6 separate regions of the Mus musculus genome follow, and all the other regions are linked to region 4. Evidence: chromatin contacts called from public HiChIP or PLAC-seq and promoter capture Hi-C data. All regions are on one chromosome and are shown on one strand. Each heading gives the region's core, a stretch centred on a gene start, on an enhancer-like site or on the middle of the called end of the contact. The rest is flanking DNA. Distances are from core to core; before and after follow the strand shown.

The links. Promoter capture Hi-C pulls out the DNA fragments that hold promoters and counts their contacts. HiChIP or PLAC-seq counts read pairs in DNA pulled down with a chosen protein or histone mark.
Region 1: a contact with region 4 is called in an H3K4me3 HiChIP or PLAC-seq map of embryonic stem cells, with 4 times the contacts expected there. The contact joins the enhancer-like site here to the promoter of Rcc2 in region 4. A contact is called at or near these places in 3 of 39 promoter capture datasets (embryonic stem cells, hippocampal neurons and liver), 9 of 115 datasets of contacts at active chromatin or transcription factors (embryonic forebrain and embryonic stem cells) and 1 of 9 other capture datasets (embryonic stem cells).
Region 2: a contact with region 4 is called in a promoter capture Hi-C map of pre-B cells. The contact joins the promoter of Epha2 here to the promoter of Rcc2 in region 4. A contact is called at or near these places in 3 of 39 promoter capture datasets (embryonic stem cells, liver and pre-B cells) and 1 of 115 datasets of contacts at active chromatin or transcription factors (embryonic stem cells).
Region 3: an H3K4me3 HiChIP or PLAC-seq map of embryonic stem cells shows a contact between it and region 4, with 6 times the contacts expected there. The contact joins the enhancer-like site here to the promoter of Rcc2 in region 4. A contact is called at or near these places in 1 of 39 promoter capture datasets (hippocampal neurons), 1 of 484 Hi-C or Micro-C datasets (cortical neurons) and 8 of 115 datasets of contacts at active chromatin or transcription factors (embryonic stem cells, forebrain and stem cell-derived neural progenitor cells).
Region 5: an H3K27ac HiChIP or PLAC-seq map of embryonic stem cells shows a contact between it and region 4, with 2.4 times the contacts expected there. The contact joins the enhancer-like site here to the promoter of Rcc2 in region 4. A contact is called at or near these places in 1 of 39 promoter capture datasets (liver), 1 of 484 Hi-C or Micro-C datasets (cortical neurons), 8 of 115 datasets of contacts at active chromatin or transcription factors (astrocytes, embryonic forebrain, embryonic stem cells and 1 more) and 1 of 9 other capture datasets (embryonic stem cells).
Region 6: a contact with region 4 is called in an H3K27ac HiChIP or PLAC-seq map of embryonic stem cells, with 2.2 times the contacts expected there. The contact joins the enhancer-like site here to the promoter of Rcc2 in region 4. A contact is called at or near these places in 1 of 39 promoter capture datasets (hippocampal neurons) and 5 of 115 datasets of contacts at active chromatin or transcription factors (SST interneurons, embryonic forebrain, embryonic hindbrain and 2 more).

The regions. Positions count from the first base shown.
Region 1 is chr4:140,101,421-140,105,540 of GRCm38.p6, reverse strand. All of the region lies in intron 3 of Igsf21 (immunoglobulin superfamily, member 21), which reads left to right. Among named protein-coding and RNA genes, the nearest start is that of Gm52685, 33 kb to the right of the region's middle. RefSeq lists an enhancer at 1-2,671. Within about 2 kb of position 2,035, at least 46 of the 459 cell types and tissues checked have an H3K27ac peak or open chromatin away from gene starts, as enhancers often do. A contact at or near this core is called in embryonic forebrain and embryonic stem cells, where this site is marked.
Region 2 is chr4:141,299,617-141,303,494 of GRCm38.p6, reverse strand. Epha2 (Eph receptor A2) reads right to left here and starts at 2,274. Exons shown (of 17, transcript NM_010139.3): 1 at 2,061-2,274. The coding sequence starts at 2,142.
Region 3 is chr4:140,145,975-140,149,777 of GRCm38.p6, reverse strand. All of the region lies in intron 2 of Igsf21 (immunoglobulin superfamily, member 21), which reads left to right. Among named protein-coding and RNA genes, the nearest start is that of Gm13029, 5.0 kb to the right of the region's middle. Within about 2 kb of position 2,192, at least 29 of the 459 cell types and tissues checked have an H3K27ac peak or open chromatin away from gene starts, as enhancers often do. A contact at or near this core is called in cortical neurons, embryonic stem cells and forebrain, where this site is marked.
Region 4 is chr4:140,699,421-140,703,237 of GRCm38.p6, reverse strand. It overlaps Rcc2 (regulator of chromosome condensation 2), which reads right to left and starts at 1,765. Exons shown (of 13, transcript NM_173867.5): 1 at 1,588-1,765; 2 at 803-1,091. The coding sequence starts at 1,081.
Region 5 is chr4:140,042,644-140,046,368 of GRCm38.p6, reverse strand. The region is part of intron 4 of Igsf21 (immunoglobulin superfamily, member 21); the gene reads left to right. Among named protein-coding and RNA genes, the nearest start is that of Gm52685, 26 kb to the left of the region's middle. Within about 2 kb of position 2,283, at least 17 of the 459 cell types and tissues checked have an H3K27ac peak or open chromatin away from gene starts, as enhancers often do. A contact at or near this core is called in embryonic stem cells, where this site is marked.
Region 6 is chr4:140,000,942-140,005,098 of GRCm38.p6, reverse strand. No RefSeq gene overlaps it. Among named protein-coding and RNA genes, the nearest start is that of Klhdc7a, 35 kb to the right of the region's middle. Within about 2 kb of position 2,853, at least 15 of the 459 cell types and tissues checked have an H3K27ac peak or open chromatin away from gene starts, as enhancers often do. A contact at or near this core is called in embryonic stem cells, where this site is marked.

The DNA.
Region 1 (4,120 bases), core at 786-3,285, 600 kb after region 4:
CCTGGGGTGGACAAACCTCCACCCCCTAACTGGGACTTTCACCTACCCCCACCTCTGTGCTTAGCTCCCATTGTCCGCCAAGGCCTGGTCACAAGTCAGTGCATGACCGAATTTGCAAAGAGAATACACCAAAGTCCTGGAGGTACTCCCCTGTGGTTGGGGGTGTTGGTTTGCAAGAGAATACAATCTCAGAATGGGACAGAAGAATTTTTGGTTTTCAAAGCGTGTCTCTAGCTCTGCAGTGAGATCTGGCTGGGACCAGAGTGAGGACCAGAAGGTGGCCATGATCCCTGATGGCCTCTCCAGGCTCCTCCTCCCAGCCATTTTTCTCTGAGCACCTGAGACAGAGTGTACCCAGGGCTCACAGGAGGCAGGCAGATGCCTCTCTGTACCCCTCCCCCCTTTTCTGAAAAGAAACGAGTGCCAAGGAGAAATCAGTTGCCATCAAGATGAGAGCAGAGATAAAAAGCATTTTGGAGAGGAAAATAAGCAATGCCCTGGGAGCCCCAGAGAGTCCTCAGGCAGGGGACTTCCTGGCTTGGAGCCAGGTTTCCTGAAACCCAGCGCCCGCCCGGCAGCAACAAATCCCTCCTTTGCAGTCTGCTTCTGCCTATAGGTGTGCCCTCCAGAGGCCTGCCTAGCTTTGATTCCTCAGACCACAAGGAAACCCCAGGCCTCCCCCATGCCCACCCCCACGCCCCACACACCTGCTTCCAGCCGTGCTCACCAGCTTTGAGAAAGCCAGCAGGTGCCTGAAGGCTTCAAATCCTGGCACAGCCACTTCCTACCCAGTGATCTTGAGCCAGTTCCCCCCCCCAGCCTCCCAGCCCCCCGCCCCTCCCCCGCCCCCCGAAAGCAGGCTGACTAGACTATCTTCCTGTAATCCTAGAATGGAATGTGTTAGACATTGGTGCCCATTTTCTCCAAGTCAAATGCTGGCTGACCCATTCGGTGGACAGGTGACCTGGGGTCAGAGTTTCCTGGTCCCCAAACATAACTCTGAGCTGAAGGTGTTCACCCCTAAGCTTCAAGCAACCCTCTCTCCCCACCGCAAGGCAAAGCCAATTTTGCACGGGATCCCCCATCCTGAAAGCCCCTATGTACACACTTCTATCTCTTCTGCTGCTCTCTATCTTCAGCTAACCCCTTGAACTTGGAAAAGTAACATTTTTAACTCCCCCTTTTCTGCATTTTATTTTACAGAAGGGGTCACAGTTCAGTAAGGCCAAGGGATGACCCAGCTAAGGGTCTCCCATTGGAATGACATGAACTTGATCAAACCCCAAACCACCTCTTCCTACACCTATACCATGGTGCCGTCTTTGTTTTACAGTTAATGAAAATAAGGCCCAGAGAGGGTATAGGACTTTTCCAAAGTCACACAGCAGCATGGACTTAAGTTCAGTCCTAGGATTTATGTGCCGGGCTCCTTTAGTCCTCCATGTTCATGCTGAGTTTCTGCACTCTGAGACACCTGGGTATCCTGAGCAGAGGGCACTCCGGGGAGCAGAGCCACCATATGTAGGGGACACAGGGGCCAGTGAAAGAAGAGACTTAATGAAATCAAGCAGTGTTGGGAACATCTTCCCGTGGCCAGCCAGTGAAGGAAGAGCCGCAGTACCAGGCTGCAAGGCCCCATTAGGGCCAGCGGCGGGGCTCCGGGCTCCGCATTTACATATAAATGAAGATATTTACAAATTAATGCATCTCAGCCCAGAGTCCCAGCTCCACAGCTGTTCAGCTGCTTCCTCTTCAGCTGGGAAAGCGGGGTGAGAATGAGGCTGGGAATATTACCAGAAACCGGCAGAGAACAATTTCCTGGGGAGCCTCAAGGAGCCCCAGGGACTCCCCGTGTTTGTCCCCAGCTGGTGGGACGCGATCGGCAGAAGCTGGTCGACGACAGGGTGCCTGCCTCCTGCGGACGCAGGTGTGAGTCCTTGTGATGCTACCTTGGGCTCGAGGGTTCGTCCATTCAGTGTGTGAGGGATTCGGGGTAGTGGGGAAGGGACTGGCTGGGAGTGGAGGATTCGCTCCTTAGACAGGAGTAGGGGGTGGGCGGGGCCTTAACAGGAGTAGGGAATGGGCGGGGCCTTAACTAGAGAACAGGGTAAAGCAAGGAGCTGTAAAGTGTCCGTGTCCGTGTCCGTGTCCGTGTCCGTGTCCGTGTGTGTGTGTGTGTGTGTGTGTGTGTGTGTGTGTGTGTGTGTGTGTGACTTGTGTGGGGACACACGGGTATGCAGAATGATGCTTCCTCGATCTCTCTCTCTATGTCGTACACTGAAACGTGCTCTCCTACCTGAGAGCCTAGCCACTTCACTAGTCCAGCCAATAACTTGACTGTGAGGATAGACTCTAGTCTTCACACTTAGGCAGTAGTTGTGCTGTCCCCTGCATGGGTTTGGCCAGGCTTAGTTTGAGCCTTTATCCAAGCAACTTCCAGGGTGCAATCTCTACCTTGCAAATCACAGCCATGTAAATAAGGGTCATGCAAATAGGGACCATGCAAATAGAGGCCATGCAAATCAGGGCACTCCTGATCAAGGGTGGGTCGCAGGGAATAGGGCCCGTGTGTCACAGAAGACATCCAAGCTGAGAACTAGAGTGCAAACAGTCATGCACAGAGGGTGGGGCAGGAAAGCAGGGGTCACTCCAAAAAGCAGGCAGAGCAAGCACAAAGGCCCTGGGGTGAGAAGGGCTGCCTGGGGCGGAGCATGGCCAGGGCAGAGGAAATAACAAAGTAGCAATTTACCCTCAGCACCCCGGGAGCCACGGGGAGCCACGGAGAGCAGCTGGCCCACCATGACCTGCATTTGAAAGTTCACCCTGGTTACTGAGACAAGAAAGCTAAGTGATCCCCGGAGGACGCTGGGGCCTGGTACCAGAGTCCCACAAACACTTGGTAGCACGTGTTCTCTCACCCACGGAGACCGACTGGCTGTTTGAGCACAGCATGAGCTGAGCATACTGCTATGATATATGATAGCAGAAAGTGGGGTGGGGGTGGGGCATTGGCAGGTAGACACTGAAGGAAGTGATTGTCCCCAGTGGCTCTGACGTGTACACTAGAAATTGGATACCATGGAGTCCCCATCAGGCATTAAAACCTGTCTGTCCTTCCCCATGCTTTCACCAGACAGCTAGGTTTCCCCGAGGGTCAGTCCCTCCTCCCCTCCTCAGCACCCCAGAGTCTGTTTGACATTTAGAGAGAGACAGTATATGGTGGAGTCTAGAAAGAGGGGAAGTGGAGTCCAAACAGATATATAGCTAACCATTGCAACAGTGAAGCCGGAGCTGTCTGAGGACTTGCTCAGACACACGCCGAGGTGACTCAGCTGGCAGGGCTGAGGAGATGGTGGCCACAGTGGCATTGAAAGTGGATCTGAAGTCAAAAGTGGCTTTGAGGCAAAGTGGATATGGCTGGTGGGAGGGGGGACTGGAGCTCTGAGTGGAGACACGGTATGTTCAGTGGAGGTGGGAAGGTGCCCAGAAAGGGACAAGGCCACTCCGAGTAGGCAGACAATGGTCCTTACAGAAGTCCTTTGAAATCATCTCTAATGAAAACACACTTCTGGGTTTTAAATAGACACAGTTATTACTGGTTCAGTCCAAAGAGCCGAGCATCCGTGGTCCTTTGAGAGTTTGCATGTCTTTACCTGATGGCATGCGTTACTGAGCAGCTCAGATGCTTGTCTTGCTGTGAGTACAAAAAAAATGCCATCCCAGCCTTGATAATTTGGAAGCCTCAATTCTTGATCCCTTAGTCCTCTGGTTTCTATTGTAAGTCATGCATCCAGTTTCTCCAAAATATATGTAATGGGAACTGCTTGCCCGTGAGACTCTCTGTAAGCACACATTAAACACCTACTATGTGTAGAGCTTGCTGGATATTAGGACAAACTCAGGCTCAGTCTCTCTGGAGATGACCACCCAAGATCCTGCACACCCAGTTATGGTCCCGTCATGACCTGGGTCCCAACCCAGATCCTCGAGAAATCTGGATAGGAATGATGTAGTGAGAACAACCTTGGGCCCCTTCAAGTATGTCACTCATAACAGTTGATGTCTATTTTAATCATAAACAGGAAACCCCCAGCATCCAGCCCATGAGCTCTTGTGGTCC
Region 2 (3,878 bases), core at 1,025-3,524, 600 kb before region 4:
TGTAAGGAAGGACAGGGCAGTGAGGTGGGCCAGCAGGTAAAGGCGCTTTGTCTGCTGTCACTTGTGAGTTCCATCCCAGAACTCACATGGTAGAAGGAGAGAGAACCAAGTCCTCCCGCAAGTTTGAGCTCCACACTTGTGCATTGGCTTTCACACACACACACACACACACACACACACACACACACACACACACACACACACACACACACAAGAAAAAAGTCAAGGGCACTGCAGGAGGTAAGTTCAGCAGCTGTCGAGGACCTAACCGATTCCCCTGGTTTTCGGAACCCAGCAGAAAACAGAAGAGGAGGCTGCACAGCTGTGTCAAGGCTGGAGAGGACACGGATCATATCTGTCCTCAACTCCCCCTAGGGAAGTGCAACCAACTAGGTCACGACCCCACTCCCAACACACACATCCCAACCCCTCACACAGACACAGTGTTCCTGAGGAGTGCGGAGCTTAGACAAGAATTTTCCACAACCACGAGCGATATGCACCCTTTTTTCTCCTCGATCCCATGCAGAACGGGATTAATCGCAAAGGCTGGGGCGAGGCTGACAGATGCACCCAGAGGCACAAGTACAAGATTGTTTGAGGCTTCCCTGGTGGGGGCTCGGGGCGGTGGTCAGGAGCCCCGGGGCGGGGGTCAGGAGCCCGCACAGCAAAGCAAGCAGACGTCTAATCCTCAACTCCGTGGCAGCCCAGGAAGGCCTCTAGCAGTCCCAGCTGTCTTTCCCTGCTCCCCAACCACAGTACCCAGGAAGAGGGAGCCACAAGCTGGATCAGGGAGGGGAGTTAGGATCTCAGAATCCCTGCCCTGTTCACACCTTGGCAAAAGCAACTTTGGCCCTTCCTCGAGACAGGGCCAGGATCTAACACCCCGTTTACCCCTAACTCTCCACCCTTCAAGAGCTCCAGTCTGGCCTTTTACCCTCCCAACGTGGAAGGCGAAAAGAATAAGGAAACTTCTCACCCCAAAGGGTTCCTCTGCGCTTCACCCCCCGACCCCTAGCTGGAGTCGGCAGAAGACTTGCTATGCCCAAAAGCAGAGAAAAGTTTTTGCTGTGGGAAACGGAAGCCAGCTAGCTCCGGCTGGGTAGACAGGAAGATCCTCGGCCAAGGGCAGGGCAGGAATTCCCACCCTCTCGGAGACCCTAGCTGAGGGACAACGCCCCCAAGCACACCCCCGGCTGCGGCCTTGAGCAAAGGCAACCTGTGCGGGCCCCCTCACCTTGCGTGGCTCCAAGACGCTGGGGCGGGGGCAGGTGATTCACTCCCCCACCTCCAGGTGCCTGGGCTCCCCGTGGCCCCGAGATGACGGCTCCACACCGCGGGAAGCCGCAACCCCACCTGCCGCATTTCCTCCTTCTGAGTCACCCCTTGCTCAGAACACTTGACTTTGGGACTTCCTGTACTCGCTCCCAGCCCTTAACCTGTCTCCCGAACCTGGGAGGGCAGCTTGGGAAGGAGGGAAGGTGTGAGTGGCCGGGGCTGACCCCAGGCGCTCCCAATGCTGGCCCAAAGGACCCCAGTGAAAAATCGGATGGGGCGTAGAGAGACTCTTTTGCTTGGTGCAGGGCACCGAGAGGACCCCTCCCCAAAAAGCAGGGCCTGCATCCAAATGCCTTCCGCGAGAAATCGGGGCAGATGATGAGTTAAGTGAACTCGGGTTACTAAGAGGCTGATCGCCGGGAAAACCCTACTGAGCGTCCTTTCCTCTGAGGGACCGAGAGCGCCCTGCGGGGGTCCCGCTCCAGAAGCCGCCACAGGGCTGAAACCGCGTGGCGGGCGCCGCGTCCCCCTTCCCGCGGCCTCCGAGCCCTGCGCGCCCCAGCCGAGATCCCTTAGTTCCAGAGAACCTAGGATCTCAGGGTATGGATCCCCAAGATCGTTCCGGACCGCAGCCCGCGCGCTCTGCCTAACCTTGCGCACTGAGACCCAGCAGCCATAAGTCAGTTTCCAAAGGTGCGTCCCAGAGAGGAGGCTGGGGCGCCCGGGGTCCCATGTCCCGGAGTCCCTGCTAGGCTGCGGCCACCGACCGCGTAGACACTCACCTTCCTTTCCCTGTGCCGCCGCGGCCGCCAGCGCGCAACCCCACAGCAGCGCCAGGCAGAAACCGACTGCCCGGAGCTCCATGCCGCACCCCTCGCTCCCCGCGATCCCTGCTGTCCGCACGCCGGTCTCGGTGCCCCAATCCTGCCCGCCCGCCGACAGAGACAACTTCTACCCTCCTGCTCCAAGTCCTTAATGGAAGTTGGGTGAGAACCCGCTCCTGTTCATTCATGCCCTGCGCTGACGTCACCGAAACCACGCCCTCAGGAATGTCTTTAAAGGGGCCGGACTGACACCCTGACTAGAGGGCGGGGAAGCCAGAGGGAAGTTGGGGTTGGGGGGGAGGTCAGGAATTTGGGGAGGATTGAGGGGGCCAGTGCGTGGGCCTTCGTGTGCAAACCTTGAGGAGATTTCTCATTTCAAAGCGCCACCAGGGTTAGTGTCCAAATATGTGGAATGAATTTGTGCCTACTCTCCCCTTTTGCCCTTGGGCTTCAAGATGTGAATTGTAAATCTGAGAAGTAGAAGCTTCCGTAGCAAAGGGCCTCAAAAAACCAAAAAATAGAAAAAGAAAAAGAACAAGAACAAGAACTCCTGATAACACACACACACACACACACACACACACACAAACACACATACACACTTGCTCCTGAGTCCCCCAGAAGATATGCCACACCCAGGAAGGTCCTCTAAGCTGTGTACCAAGAGTAGTGCCTCTGGGAACATGTCAGACATGCAGGTGTCTTCACTTTAGAGTGGAGGGCTTAAGATAAGGTTCCAAGGTACCCTAGGATACCCAAAGGCTGCACAACTCAACAGTCACAGACAAGTCACAGGACTTGAAGCTGGGCCCTGACCTGCTTTAACCACTTCCATTTGGGGACCCAGCACACACCCTCATGGGTAACTCTTGACCTCTGCCTCTGAACTCCAACAGAACACCCTTGTCCCCTGATCCCTGGGTGACAGAATGAGATTACGTTTTGATACCTTGGGGATGTCTGCCTCCTACCCACCCTTCCTCTGCCAAGGTTCCTCAAATCTGAGTTCATCTCTTCTCTTGGCGTCTAGAGTCAGTGAAACAAACGGATGTGAAGTGAACCAGGCAGCCAGTCCAGTCACCCACAACTGCCTGTTGCTCTGTTACCATTTGGCCAGTGGAAAGGGAACAGCTGTAGCAGGCTTGGTTCTCCGTGGACCTTTCTGCCCACCTCCTAGTCCCTGGCCTTCCTCTCTGTGACTCCCCAGTCCCTGGTCATCCTGGCCCATATTATACAACTCTGGTACCAGGTGCTCCTCCTGGGGTCCTACCCACCAGCTTGGCCTTGGCGCCTGTTTCTGAGAAACGGGTTCAGACATTTCCCCTGGAGGGGGAGAGAAAGGGTTAATTATAGGTGTTGGGGTTAATTAAAGCCTTTGATCAGGGATGGATGATGGGAGAGAAGGCTATGTCTTCTGAGAAGGAGAGTGGCTGGACATGTATGTGTGAGCATGTTTGGATGAAGTACCGGAGCATCTGAGCTGGGTCATAAGGGTTAGTGTATGGGAATCCGTGAGCGACTTGTGTGTTATATCGAGCGTGGACGTGTTGATGTGTATGCAAGTGTGTGCTCCAGTGTGAGAGGACCTGTGTGTACCTGAGTGTGCCACAGGCCTCTCAGCAGCGGGGAGCACAGAGGAGGGGGCAGCAGTCAAAGTCTGGACAAATCAGTCTGCTCCTCTGAGCCTCCCCGTGCTCCCTGGGGACACTAGGGACCTACTTGGAAAAAGCCCGCTGTGAAGATCAAATAAGGTCGCGCATGGAAACCGCACAGACT
Region 3 (3,803 bases), core at 943-3,442, 550 kb after region 4:
CGGGTGAGGGTCATGGTTGCTGTTCATTGAGACAAGGAGGACAGAAGAGACGGCTGGAGGCACAGCTATCAGAGACTGTGTGATAGAGTTGTCACAGCAGAAGCTGGGGAGTTCTGGGGCAAGCCCAGGGGTGATAATGGAGGTCCCCAAGGTTCACGTATCTGACACCTACCCTCTAACATAGCAGTACTGAGTGATGATTCATGTCCCTTGTCTTTCTTGTCACTCTGCCTATCCTTGCCGCGCTTATGGCTTCAGAACCATGTTCTGAGGAACCCCGGTCACTAGGAAACCAAGCCCTGGGCCTCTGATATGCAGTGGTTTGTGTTGGCTTATGGTTTGTGTGGGCTAAGAAGCCCAAGGTATGAGGCTGAGGTCCTTCCTACTGCTTCACAGAACAGCAGGAGGAAGACCGTGTCTATGTCCACGAGGGGAAGTGGCAGGATACACACTTCCATTGGAAACTTCCTCACAGCAATGGCGTCCGTTAGTGTGTGCCAGCAGAGCTCTTATGACCCACCTTGGGGGAGGGGTGTGTGCATGTGTGCATACGTGTGTGTGTGCGCGTGCGTGCGTGCGTGCGTGCGTGTGTGTGTGTGTGTAAGCATGCTACTGACTAAGTTATCTCCATAGACTGTGTTGTACAATTTGGGAGGAGTTAAAAGAATGCAGTCCTCCAAAATCTCCTTATTACCCTTTACAAAGCTCACACGTCTGAGTAGGTGGGTCGTTTTTAGACATGAAATGTGTAGTGTGGGTCACAGAAGTCCAAACTCGGGATATCTATGTGACCTGTCAGGCTGTGAGAGACCCTCGTGAGCTTCCAGGGACCAAGGTGGGGAGGGATGAGAGTCATAATCAACATGGGGGGTGGGGGGAGAGTCACTGCCAGAGGCTGGGATCAAACCAGACCCCCAGCTCCATCAGACTGGGTTTGCACACGGCTGCTCCTGGCCCGGGGGAGGGAGATAAGAAGGAAAGAAAGGACAGCTTGATGTGGCTAGTTCATCACTGCCCTTTCTGGCACCAGGAGAGAAATTTTTGACCAGAAAAAAAAAAATCCTGCTCTTGGGGATTAAGATCAAGTTCCCGATATTGGCAATGAGATCTCTCCCTGCCCCATACAGGCCTGATAAGAGTTCTTGGCTCCCAAGCTGTCAGGAGGGAGAGCCAACAGCTGGCACGGACTCACGAATATCAGGATGTTCTATTGGCCTGCACGTGGACTCCACGAACAACGGGCTTTCTTATTGGATACCGACAGAAGCGGTCAACTTGGTGGATCCAGGGCCAACGGGGTGATGGCTGAGCATGTCTAGTATTTGTCTTCATTTACCCAAAGCATCCAAGAGAAAAGAGCCAGAACCTGGCACAGAGCGCCCTGCTGTGTGGCCTTGGGCCAACCACTTCCCCTCTCTGAGCTTCGGGATCTTCCTGTAAAAGGGAAGGTTAATCCCAGGCAGAGGGTAGAAACAATGTTGCTACCTTCCCACCTTCCAGCCGGCCTTGGCTTTCTCTCTGATCCCAGAGGATCCTAGACTCAGAGGCTGCTGCAGGCCAGGGCGCTCCCTCAAGCTGAGGTGGGAGTCCCTGCCCGAGCTGCTGCAAGGGCCTCCGAGCTGGTGGAGTACGGAGCTATATTAAGCCTGAAGTGTGATTTTCAATGTCTCTGCCTGACTCACGCCCTGCTGGGTTTAAATGACAAGGGGCTGACTTAACTTGTCAGAGAAGGATTAAAGGCAAACTTCCACTCCAGCACACCAGAGAAATAAAACACCACAGCAGAAATGAGGTGTTTCAGAAAGCGGCTGCATCCAGCTCCATCCAGAGGCATCCAGCTTCATCTCGCCTCAGTCTCTGCTCCTCCTAGCCCTGCCTTTTCTCCTTGGGTGCTAAGCCTCACTGGCAGCGTCTCTCCTTGCAGACAGCCGTAGCCATGGGCTTTTCTAGAACACATATCTGACCAACCACTGCGACCCTCTCTGCCCCACCCTTCACACCAAAGCTCTCCATCACTTGCAGGGTCAAGTTCAAGGTCACCTAACCCAACTGCCAGACCTTTCTGGCTCCAGCCTCGCTGCTTTCGAGGCCCCCAGTGGGCACGCCACCCGATCCATCGTATGGTTCATCCTCAGCTGTGCCAACACTCCTCACCCCCTCCCCTCGCTGCATCTGCTACCACAAGTGCCCTTCCCTTCCCACCCTCCGTCTGCCAATCGTAGACGTTCCCTCAGGGCTCAGCTTCAGGGTCACCTCCAGGGACCAATGCCTGTCACTCTTCCTTCCATCCTCTTCTTCATCCTAACACTTTGACCTTGTTGGAGTTAGACCCTCATGTGCAGAGCCCTCATGCACAACTTGACACAGGTATCAGACCTTCCTCACTGTCCCTAAGAGGACAAGTGTCCTCTGACTAAAAACTCAGAGCAGGGAGGTGGTTGGCCCGAGGCCACATAGCAGGGTGTTCAGCCCAGGATCCTGGCTCTTTTCTCTTGCACGCCTGGGGAACGATGGGCTGAGTTGTCACCTGTGCTTAGGACGTGCCAGTCTTCGCCTTTCCACCACCTTTGGGGGGCAGGGCTTGGACTCAGAGGATGAACTAGATTGGTGAAATGACTCATTCAAAACACAGCCTTCTGATTGGTTGGGGCTGTACCCTGCACCTTCTCACCTGAGGCCTAGAGCAGTCCTGAGCATGTGGCTTGGGGTGGGAGGGAAGAAACGACATCAGATAACTTTTTCAATCCTTCTCTGCCTTTGTTTTGAGGCAGGGTCTCTCAGAGTCTTGAGGTCAGTGGTGCAGCTATAGTGGCTGCCACCGAGCTCCAAGGATCCTGTCTTTACCTCTCCAGAGCTGAGAAGAATAAGAAAGGAAGGAAGGAGGGAGGGAGGGAGGGAGGGAGGGAGGGAGGGAGGGAGGGAGGGAGAGAGGGAGGGAGGGAGAGAGAGAGGGAGAGAGGGAGGGAGGGAGAGAGGGAGAGAGGGAGAGAGAGAGAGAGGGAGAGAGGGAGGGAGGGAGAGAGAGAGGGAGAGGGAGAGAGGGAGAGAGAGAGAGGGAGAGAGAGAGAGAGAGAGGAGATTTCTGGGGAAATGTAAAAGTTGATCGAGCAAAGATTTTTATTACAGTGTGAGCTTTCCAACCACAGATAGAGTATCTTGGGATAGGTGGCTTCCCCGCTTGAAGGTGTCTAAGCATCTGTCAGAGTGGCTACCCACCAGCACGGCAGTAAGGAAGGCTCACAGCCAGCTGAGTGACTCTTTGTGGTTCTGATCTGGGGCTCTGGACTGTCCCAGGCTGCATGACCCTGCAGTGTCATGGTAGAAGGGATGGAAGATCTGATGGCGGCCTCGCTGATGGTGCCTGGGTAGCGTTCTGCAGAAAGCTGGTGTTTGGATGACTTCCGTGTGCTCTGGGAACCAGAATCACCTAGAAGTGACCTCTGAGTGGACATCCATGGGCGAGGTCAGCCATGCCTGCGAGCTGAGAGGAGAGGACACAGGAAGGAATTTTAACTGAAGAGGGCTTGTGCCCTGTGGCCCTAATAAAGCTTATCTCTGTCTGTGATACTCACTCCAAGCATAGCTAGTGCTATCCACAGGTCTGAGGACAAGGGTCATTCATTTCCTGTCATCCTCTAGAGCCCCATAGTACCCAACCCCAGCCTGCACTCCCATTTTCCTCCCCATGAGCTCTTTCTTCCATGAATACGGAAGCCGGGGGCGGGGAATTCAGAGGCATCCAGGAGCTCCCAGAGAAGGAGCAAGAACAACAGCTTAGAAAACTTACATCAGGAAGGGTGAAG
Region 4 (3,817 bases), core at 516-3,015:
CTTTTGCAGAACACCCTTGGGAACATGGGCAACACTCTCCCGAGGGTCAAGCTCCATCTCTTTCTTAGAGTTAACAGAGAACGTGATCTCCGGGACACAGAGGCGGAGGGGGTAGAGGGGTGTATCACCGAAAACTTGCTTTTACAAAGTTCTGGCGGAGACTCAAGCGGACCCTGGGCCCGGCTCTGCGGGGCTTCCTCTCCACCACCACCCCCGCCCCCGCGAAAGCTCAAGTTCCACGGCCCAGACCGGAGCCTCAGGGGAGCACCGACCCCACTGGCCCCCACGCCGCGAGGACCCGAGGCAGACAAAGCCCAGCGCCGCTCCGCGGGGGGTCGCGGGTGGGAGGGGAGCCCCGGGGTGGGGAGGGCCTCCGAGGAGCATGCGCGCTCACGGCCGCGCCGCGCGGGCCCCCACCATGCCCCGCGCGCACCGGCCGGGCCGACCGCGCCGGGCTAACACGGAGCATGCGCGCCGCGCGCCAGGCCCCGCCCCCCCGGGGCGCCCGAGCCGCAGCGGCGGGAACCTCAAAGCCCCGGCGCGAGCCGGCTGCTCCCCGCGGACTGCCCTCCCCCCTCGGGGGGAGGAAGAGACGCGGGGGTGGGGGGGAGGAGGGGGGTGGACGCACGGGGGGGAAGGAGGGACTGACAGCCCCCGCGTGGCCGCGCACACCCGGTCCCCCCCCTCCCCCGGCCCGGGACTGGCTCCCCGGAGTTCCCCCGCGCGGCGTGGGGGAGGGGCGGGGCGTGACCCCACGGCGCCCCTCCCCCCCAAAACCGCCAACCGCCCCCGCCCCACTCACGACGCGCTCCTTCGTGTGCTCGGGCTCCGTGATGATCGCGGCCGCGCCGGCCGCCTTGCCCGCCGTCGCCGGCCTGGCTGTGCGCTTGCCGCCGCCGGGGGCCCCGTCCAGCTCCGGGCCGTCCTCGTCGCCGCTGCTGCCGCCGCCGCTGCTGCTGCTGCAGCGCTCGGGCCGCTCGCGCTTCCTGCCCGCGGGGCCGCCGCGTCGCCGGGGCCCCGCGCGCGCCGTGCCGTTGCCCGAACTCGGCTCCTCCCAGGCCGCCCCCTTCTTCCTGGGCATGGTCGCCGGGCTGCGGGAGACACACGGGGCGCACAATGCACACGGGGCGGGCTGCGGGGCGGGGGAGGGGACGCGCGGCGCGGCGTGGGCCGCCCCACCTGCTGCTCCCTCGCCCCTCCCCACGCCGCGCGCCACGCGGGGACCCCCCCCTGTACCCCGGCCGGGCCCCAAGCACCTGCGAGCACGCGCGAAAAGAGGAACTTTCGTGGGGCCCCAGCCCGGCCCCCGCGGCCCGGCGCTCGCCCCGTCTGCTTTTTTTTTTTTTTTTTTTTTTTATTGATTTTGAACAATGGGATCTCTGTCTGTCTCCGATTAAACCACGTGGATCCGCCTTCCTTCCCCTTCTTATTCATTCCGTCCCCCAACCCCCCCTTCCCCAGCGTCTTTTTTTTTTTTTTTAACCTTTCTCGGGGGGGAAGGGGGAGGGAGAGGAGAAAAAAAAAGAGGAAAAAAAAAAAACTTTCCCAGACCCTGCAAACTGGTCCCAGACGGTTTCCAGCCCCTACCTGGTTGGAGTGATGAGAAACGAGGAGGGAAGCGACTGAAAGACGGGGTCGAAGGCTTCTTCTCTCCCCGGCCGGGACGAGGGCTCCAGCCCACTCACCAGATACACTTAAAATGTAAATACGAGCTTCCAGAACAAATGCTACAACACAAAACAGAAACACATGTGCGGCCGGGCGGCAAGCGAGCGCGCGCGCGGCGGGCGGCGAGGGGCCCCGGGTGCGCGCGCCCCCTACCGGCCGGAGGACCCCACCGCCCAGCCGGGCCGCCCACCCGAGCCTGCGTCCCGGACGCCCGGCGCCACGCCGCAGGCCCCGCTGGGCCCCGCCGCTTGCGCGCTCCGCACGCCCTTGCACGCAGCGCGGCCTGCGCGTCACAAGGCGTCTTCGGGGCTCGGGAGAGTGTCAGATTCTCTTGTTTTTTCCCCCTGAGCGTCTAGACAGGTCACCTGAGGACACTCGCTGGAAAATAGTTGCTTTGCTCACGCAGCAGCCAGCGAGGGACGTGCCCTAATTGAGTGATGGGAATGAAAAATGAACACAATTTGAGTAACTTTCTCCTGTGCAGACTCAGGGTAGATTTGATACGTCGTGGATGCGTCCAGAGTGTGCAGCCGGGTGCTGTTAGAATGATCAAGTTACATAAAGGTTTGGTGTAGTATGAAATTAGTAATTAGCTGGGGGACGTACTATGAAATTAGTAATTAGCATAGGTGGACTTGAAAGTACTTGTGATGGGAATTTTCTTCATTTTAAAAACGTATTTACCGCGCCTCAGTACAAGCAAGACTAGATGCAAAGGTGCTAGAAGCTTAGAATACAGACCTGGAGAACAAGATCTCTGCCCAGTTGGAAGGCGAAGTAAGAGGAAAGATTAAGAAATTACTGAAAGCATGGTACTTACCGGGTTCCAGGATCAAGGAAGGCGTTCCCTGGGAGAGCTGAGTTTTAAAATTGTAAAGAATCTGACCTGGCAGAAGTGGGAGAGGAAACCTTTCCCCTACCCCGTGGGACAGTGCAGGGTCTAGGAATCCGGGAAGAGAAGTGGCCAGAGGTGCTGGGGTCAAGGCTGAGGAGTCGACAGGGCCCCCCTCACAGGACCCGACAAGCCACGTGCACGATCGGCTTGGTTGGAACTAGGGGAAGGTTTGCATCTCAGTGTCACTTTCTCTTCTGACAAATGTTTTTCTTTGGGGTTTTGTTTCCGTCTCATGTAGCCCAGGCTGGCCTGAAACTGACCGTGTAGCCCAGGCTGACATTGAACCTGATCCTCCTACTTCTCTCTCTCTCTCTCGAGCGCCCGAGTTAACACTGAAAGTTTCTTTTTTGGCAACTTCCTTGGTTGACTAGAGAGAGTTTCTAGGGTCTTTGCAGTTCGTTCTTAATTACATCAAGAAGCGGGATGGGGGCGGGGGGAGGGTGCACAGGACCAAACGTTTGAAGGCAGGCGGAGAATCCTGGAGAACCAAATCTAAGTTATTTGATCAAAGTCACCAGCCTGGGTGGAAGCACTTATGTAAAACAACTCAGAAAATGAGCACCAACTGGTGCGTTTCAGGGATATTAGAAGCACCGTCTGAAAGCCTCTTAATAGACCTGGCATTCGAAAAGATTGAAGAGATTAAGCCGTGATGCTTTGATATAAAACATTAGAACCAACTAGAAAAGAATTCTGCCTAAGTGTGCCGTCAGGTCCGGGTTTCAGGAAATGGCACGCCGGAGCTTGTCCGGGGGTGGTGGCTGGTTGGGCGGTTATCCTCCCGACAACACCCTGTGTGGCCAATTAGAAACGCTGAGGGTGCCTTTAAAAGGTTTTTAGGCAGCGAGTCTCTCTCTCTTTCTCCTGCCCCATTATACGGCTTTCTGCCGGCGTAAAAGGCACATGCGTCAGAACCGCTGATGCAACCCGACGCTAATATCACGTTGCATCATCTGACCCAAGGTGTGGTGCTTCCAAAACTGGTTTTTCCTGAGGCTGTGCTAAGGAAGAAGAGCACTCAGAGGATAACACCCACTAACCAGCCCTCCTCGTCGGATGGGAAAAGTGTTCTCTGCCACTCCATGCCTCACTATTTCAGACCCAGGGAAAGCCCGAGTGATGCCCCTGGTTGAGATGGGGGTGCGGGCGCACACACGAAAAGGCGAACATGTAGGCTGCTGTTCACCTTATGTAACCAATGTGACAGAGTGAGGTGCACCTACGGGCCATGCAGGGAGTGCTCCCTCCAACATA
Region 5 (3,725 bases), core at 1,034-3,533, 660 kb after region 4:
TGAAGATATTTAACTGAGAAATAGTAAGTAGTTGTTCTTTTTCCTTCATTCATACACTGTTATACGTAAAGACAGAGTTACTCTGAGAACAAGTCCCTGCCCTCAAACACAAAACATTCTACCATCTTCAGCAAATGCCTAAAGAACAAAACCTAACAGAAATATGTTAGCAGGTCCCTACTCTTAGACCAGCTAGGACAAGAGTCTTAAAGTTCATGCCTACAGTGACACAAGGCCACACCCACTCCAATGAAGCCACACCTCCAAATAGTGCCACTCCCTGGGCCAAGCAAAGACAAACCACCACAGGAGGGAAGAAGGGACAGAAGGGAGGGAGAGAAGGAGCTAGAGAGTGAGGGAGGGGGAAGGAAGGAAGCTAGAATGGAAGTAAGTTAGGAAGGAAGCTAGGAAGAAAGGAAGTTAGAAAGGAAGGAAGGAAGGGAAGAAGGGAGGGAGGGAGGCGATGGACTGAGGGACAGAGGGAGGGAAGGGACAGAGGAAGCTTTGTGTGTGTAGAGCATGGTAAGGACCTAATGGAGAAGGCTAGAGATGAAGACAGGCCAGCCCAGGGCACTCACAGGGCCTCCTGGGATCCCTGTCACAGCCTGTCTGGTGTCCTGTAAGGGACACAAACAGGAATGGGACTTTAGCTCCTGTGTGGGAGACCGCCTGAGGTCTGAAGCCAGGATGAAGAGGGCAGAGTCCCAGCCTCCAGCAAGCGCAGCCTGGTGAGGAGAAGCCGAGGCACACTGGGTCTGAGTGACAAGCTGCCTGAGGGGACCAGCTCCAGGCACCCAGAGAAAAGGCCTTGCCAGGTTTGGAAGAATATCTGGGAGACCACACGGGAGGCCAGCCTTGAGAGAGGAAACTGAGTCAGGTGGGGAAGGTAGCCACGCCCAGGGAGAGTAAGGCGGGGAGGCTGAGCTGGGCTGCTCCAGCTGCTGTAAGCTGAGAGGACTTCCTGGAAGAGGCGCTGTGTTGAGTGACATTGTGAAGCAAAAGAGAGACTCTGGAGAGGATGGGAAAGGAACAGAGAGACACAAGATCAAGAAATCAAATCAAGAAATGAAGGTGCACTCCTCGGGACATTTATATTCATGGACACTTATTTTAGAGGCTACTTTTCCGGTGCTGAAATACAGCATAATGGCTAGGGGCTGATTGAAAAGAGAGAGGCAGTCGATAGAGCGGGCATGCTGGGAGGAAGAATAGATTTTTTGCAAATAATATAATTTTGAACTTGTCCATTCCTTCTTTCCACCCCTCCCCCAAATCTAATTGATGCTCTTCCCATGATAAATGACCCTCAGGGCTGGAGCAGGCTCAGCACCTTCACAGAGAGGCAGCTGCAGGGCAGGCCTTAGGGTCCCGTCCCCCCCACAAGACAATGGTGTTCCTGTCTTCACAGGCACAGAGAAAGGGCTACGGGAGAAGAGAGTTAAACAATCCTTCTGTTTGGTCAGCATTTCAAATTCTCCTAAGAGGTTTCTGCTCCATTTCTCTTCTGCTTCTCCCAAAACACCTGGGAGCCGGAACGTTGGCAAATGTGTCAGATTCAACCCATTTCTCAGACCGAAAGACCGAGGACGGAGGGATGGCAGCTGATTGACCCAAAGCGCCAAGGCAAGGATATTGACACTTGGTCTAAGTATGAAGCTCTGCTCTGCCTTTGTTAAAGTGCGCACCAGGATAAGGGGATGAGCTCGTGGGGAGGATTAAACCCTGGTGGGGTGGGAGCACAGCTGGACAGACTTAGGGACATCTCTTTACTGTGACCCCAAATTGCAAAGACAGCTAGATCACTGACAGAGCTGTGAGGACCGTTGCGCTCTCTCAGAAGTGAGTTACAGAGCCCGAGACAAACTTCTGCTTGCATGATACAGACGGGCCATATTTCAGGATTAATTTCATAAAACGGATCACCGACCATCACCATACTCCATCAATATGAATTGCGGAGCTGAAAATAACGTCACCTCTTAACTCTCTCGATGGCTGTGGGACGGGGTGACAGGCTAGCTAGGCCGAGGGTGGTGTCTGTTTAGCAGCTGCTGTGCCGTGCTTGACAGCTGCACACAGAATTAGCCAAAGAAACGTCCTGAAGCAGATCCCTCCTCTTAAGACAAAGCGAGAGAAATAAGCTGGAGGAGAGCCTGCAGGCTGGGCGGTTGTGGGTGGGGATGGGGAGTTTCAGAGCAATGTCCCTAGGTGCAAAGGGGTTGGTCTGAAGGACGCCCGCAAGGGCTGCTGGGAGCTCTGGGCACCGCTCTCCAGTGGAGATAGCAGAGGAGTGGGAAGAAACTGGGTCAGACAAGCCATGGCCCGGATGCGGCTGAACACAGCCAGGTGGCCCCACGCTGCTCACTCCGGAGCCTGCCATTGAACTGGGATTTTCTTATCAAGGATGTCCCAAGGCCTGTGCCCTGAGCTGGCTGTCTTTGGATAAACAGAGACCGGCTCTCAGGCCAAGGACACATAAAAGGCTGCTCGGTTTTGACCCTGATGGAGACTTATCGGGAAGGAAATCCAAGTGGGGGTGGGGGTGGGGTAGAAATAAGGCCGGAGTTGGGAGAAAGACGGAGATGGGGATAGTGGTCAAGGTGGAGACTGAGCTAAGGCTGTAGATGGGAATTGAGCATGGCCACACACACCTTTAATATTAGAATTTAGTAGGCGGGGGCGGGGCTGGAGAGAGGCGGTAAGGGAGCAGGGGGATTTCTGTGAGTTCAAGGTCAGCCTTGTCTACATAGTTAATTCCAGGCCAGCCCGAGCTACATAGTGAGGCCTTGTCTCAAGAATAAACAAACAAACAAACAAATAAATAAATAAAGGTGGGAAAGATGGGGACTTAAGAATGTAGCATAGTTGGTAGAGTGCTTGCCTAGCATGTCTCGAGTCCTGAGTTTGATCCCCAGCATCCTATAAATCTAGCACTGTCTCACTTGTAATGCCAGCCCTAGAGAGGTAGCGGCATGGGATGAGAAGTTCAAGGTCATTACATACCATGTCCAAGGACCGCCTCGGCTTCATGAGACTGTCTCATAAAAGAGATGGGATGGGTGTGTGGGGGGAGATAGAGGAAGGAAGGGGGGCAAACACGGAGATGGAAGAAGGATGTAGATGGGGCGGGGCCTGGAGGTGGATGGAAATTCAGATGGAGGCAGGGAAGAGGCTGAGCATGATAGAGGCGAGGATAAGGACAGAGATGGGTGGTGGAAGGGCAGAGGGGAGTTAGGAGGGAGATACACTGAGACCAAGGGCGGAAGGACACAGGAGATGAGCCTAGGAAGCAGAGGCCTGTCTAGGACTGAGGGCCGGGTGGACATGGTGATGGATGCATGCGCATTGGGACCCAGCAGTAAGCAGCCAGCGTTCCCAGGTAAAAACAGCTTTCTGACTGTTGTTTGCATTCAGCCTTCCAAGGGGTGACGGAGGGTGTAATGTAGAGTGCCAATGTAGAGTGCCATTCTCCCAGGACACGGTGCCCGGGAGCTGCTGGCGGGCAGAGTGTGTGAAGCACTGGCTGGCCACGCGGATGCTGGCAGGTCCCATTTTTCATTGTCCGCACAACCGTTGCGGTCTTACAAACTTGAGTTATCTGGTCACTCCTGCTCAGAAATGAGGGAGTGGGAGAAGCGCGGCTTCCCGCCACGGCTCTGCATGGTTGGGTACAGGGCTCTAGAACAGGTTGTGTCTGTGTGTGCATCTTTCTACGTGTGTGTGTG
Region 6 (4,157 bases), core at 1,604-4,103, 700 kb after region 4:
TTCTTCCTGTCTGCGTCCCTCCACCTTTTTCTCTGGCTCATTTCCACCCGTCCCCCACCTTCTGCTCAGACTTGGTTTCTTTATGCAGTCAGTAAATATTTACTCGTGCCCAGGCACTGTTCTAAATGAGGAGATGCTGGTTTGAGATCTGGAGCTCAGTTCTTAGCTCATACAGTTCTCAGGGAAACCTGTCTTGATCATTCATTCTCAAAGCTGGCTAGCTATCACCACTCAGCCTGTTGTTCGGACCTTCACGCCTCTGTCCTCCGACCACTCTCCAGCGGGAAGCCACGCGCAGCTTGGACGCATCACCACACAGGGGTGCCTGCCTAGGAGAGGGTGGCTCCCTAACTGAGAGCTTTGTTTGGATATACAGTTCCCTGCACCGGACTAGGAAACAAACAGATGGGTGCGCCGGCACCGGAGAAGCCAAGATCAGGGGCAAGAGTTAGGAATTGTTGGGGGTATCGGATGTCTATTGCTGGTGGCTGAACACACCCGTGGCACTGGTGGGAGGGTCTGCTACTGCTGGCACCTTGCTGCAGAAATCTGGCCGCTCCCCTATTCGTGGATGGGGTGAATTCGTGGACTGGATGGTCCACGACACCGGATTCTTACTTGTCACACCTCAGTATGCCCGGTGTCCCATAGGCCTAAGCGAGTTTCAGGGCCCCACCCAGAGGGCCTATTGGAGGAGCCACAGAGGGCTGATGTTCATTGGCTTAATCAAGTCTCATCGCCTTGCCCACTCTCCGTGGGAGGAGCCAATGGGGAAGCGGGTGTCTCATTGGTCAAAACTGCCTCATAGCATAGCCTTGGCTAGACCAATGGGGGAGTGCTGCTAACAACTCCAAGTGTTTTCCCACGCAGTCCCTCTCAGAGTCCTGAGAGGATTGGTGACCCACTTTCCACAAGGCAGCGGAGAGTCACTGACCAGGTGCCCATCTGCCCAGGACTTCTCTCTCTTCCCTGGCTCTCTCCACACTATCTCAGCGCACATCCAGAAACACGTCCTTGCTCCCTGGAGCTTCTCGGATCCATCCTGAGAAACTGGGAGGCAGGAACAGAGCCCTAAGTGGGAATCCGGAGCAGGGACTGGATTCTGCCCTGTCGTTCCCTGGAAGAGCCAGGGAAGAGTGAGCAAGGCGCTGGGGAGAACTCCAGCTACCCTGAGCCTACGGGGCAGAGGCTAGCCAGGCTTCTCGTAGGGACCTGACTGCCCACCCAACAGATCAAATCACACAAGAACGCCTCCGAGTTTGGGACGAGCCTGCACCCACCCTCAGTTTCCCCAGACTGATGCAGGTGTACTCAGAGCTCTCTGGCCCCACGCTGATCCCTCCCTTGCTTTCCCCCTTTGCTTTTCTATTTTTACTTCGTATGCAAATCTCCCATCAGACCTAAGCAAAGCATGGAGGAAGTGGGCCAGCGCACAGGATAGGACAGCACGGCAGATTGCAGCCGCGTACTCTGGTAAACACGATCTAATTGCTTTTTCCAATGGGGAAAGTGGTGGGGGCCCGGCTCAGAAAGAACACATTACCAGTCAGCTGTGTCAGGCCAAGGAGGAGGGTAGGGCTGGACCACGATCTGGGGAAGGGGTCATGGGACATGAGGGGTGACCCTGGTGACAGTCCCTGTCATTTGGACCAAAGGCACAAGGTGGTGCTGAGAGCTGGTTGACCAGTTCTCTCGTGCATTTTTACTTGAACCAGCATTGCACCGGGCTGTGGCTCAGTTGGTAGAGTGCCCACCTAACATGCACAAAGTCCTGGGTTCAATCCCTGACACAGCATAAACCAGGGATGGGGTACAGGCCTGTCAGTCTAGCTCTAGGGAGGTGGAGGCAAGGGGATCAGGGGTTCAAGATCATTTACACATCCTGGGCTACATCGGCAATGGCAATACCCCCCCCCCCATCTACCCTGTCCTGATTGAAAGTGCTGAAGGCAGAGACAAGAGTAATTGTCTGCCCAGATCCTGTGGGCCCAGACTCAACAAGCCCTCATGTGTGAGGATCTAACTTGGTATGAGTTCCTCGGTAAGGCTGAGATTAAGACCCAGGCCTGCCTGATGCCAGTGACTGTGCCTTTGAGCTAAAGAACACCGATAAGCTACAGGGTCCCTGGTACTATTGCACGTGTCTAAGTAACAACAGATCCAAGTGCTCATTAAGCACTTATTACCTGCCAGGCCCCAGGCGAGGGATAAGACAGAGCTGGTGCTCTTTAGAAGGCCAGCATCTAAGACAAGGGGACAGGAACCTTTCGTGGATGAGGAAGCTGAGGGAGAGCGAACACCTCGCAGAAGCCAACGTCCTGAGGAACAGGGGTTCAGAGGTCTGTCTCACAGGATAGGTGACTCCGGTGAGGAACCCGTTCATCAGCCGCCACCCCCACATGCCACCCTAAAGCCTGGACGGTGTCCACGCCACCGGCTTGCTCAGCCTCAGTGGGCACTACAGTCCGAGGTAGAACGAGAAACCATCAAGCTCGGAGCACGTGCAGGCCCTGCTCAGAGCTCCGGCTGCCCATTTCTTCAAATCTTGTCACCATCCTCATTACTGTGGAGGCTGCGGGGACTTTGGGGCCAATCCTACTTCTGCCAGTTCTGAGTTAATCCTGGCATGGACAGGGGCCGGTCGCTTCTCTAGAGTGAGCAGCCTGTCCGGGACAGGAGATAGGAGGAAGGAGTGCCTGATCTCAGCCTCTGTAACAGAGCTAAGACGGTGCTGCGCCTACCCCCAGTGCTCCAGGGGGTTCATCTAAACGTGATTAAACAACCATTAGGGCTCTGCGGTTGGGAAATGCAGATTTACAGACTTGCAGACCTCCATTTAAATGCAAATGTCGCTGGTTGGCTGGAACTCGATGCTTCTCTCTGCATTAAAGGCGTCACCTTCCTTTGCCCCTGTATTGCTTCTGAGAGGCTCAATCACCTTGAGCCCGAATGAATCCCAGAAGACCAGGACCCCACCACCCATCCCGTCCTCCACCAGAGCCAGGTACAGGCAGGGTCAGGACCTCAAATGGAGGCTCTGTCTCTCCTTGTCCATTCACGCCCTGCCTGACTGGCTCCCCGGGCAGGGGTTACCCTCTGGCACATAGCAGCAGGTCCCTCAAGGGACTTCCATGAGTTGTCGCCCAGAAAATAGTCACTAATCAAAGCAGAGAACCCCTACCAAAGGCGGGCAAAGAACACAGTGGCCTTGTTGACCACACGAAGAATGCTCTCCTCCTTCCTAGACTTTACAAGACAGAATTTGGAGTCATCCCACACATTCAATTTTTTTTTAATTCAGTGCTAGGACTCCAGAGGAAAGCCGAGGCTCCACACTCACTAGGTGGGCGCCCCACCACTGAGCTCCGGGGCCCCACACTCACTAGGCGATGCCCCACCACTGAGCTCTGTGGACCCACACTCAGTGGGTGGGCGCCCCACCACTGAGCTGCATGCCCACCTTTGAAAGAGAATGTGAGAACAGGAAGGTGAAGAACCATCAGAATCCACTCAGGCGGATCAAAGCCTGGGTCAGGACTTGAACCCAAGTCTGCCTGGTTACCCAAACCACTCAGTTCCCTTTCTGGGCTCTACTCCTAGGCTCCTGTGTGGCCTTTGTGAACAACTTGCCCTCTCTGGGCCTCTGCTGTCGGATCTAAAAATGGAGAAAATAGAAAAAGCAAACAGAACAGGTTCCAGGAAGTAGGTAGGACAGCCTGAGGAGGGGACACCACACTACAAAGTCCTTCATAGCCGAGCCTGCAAGTGGAGACTGTTTATGGCTGTGTACTGGCTGTGTGAGGTAAGGGAGGCAGCAGGGGGTACCACCGACCATGACCAGGAGAGTGACTGTGACTAAGTACCTGCACCCGAGTACCTGGGTGCTGTGCTTAGTCACTCCACATACTCTCAGTTCCTCCTCTGGGCATCCTTGCCAAGTTGGCTTTTAGAATTACTACATGTGTTCCATGAGGCAATCACGAAGGAGGAGCGAGTCAGGCCAAAGGTCACATATGGCCACCGCTGTCCCTGAGGAAGCATACCCAAGGCTGCATGCAGACTGTGGCCAGGCTCCTCACACCCCAGTCCCCAGCCTGTTGCTTTCTCTGACCCTGACCTTTCCATCTGGGTGACCAGATGAACCATGACTTGGGGTT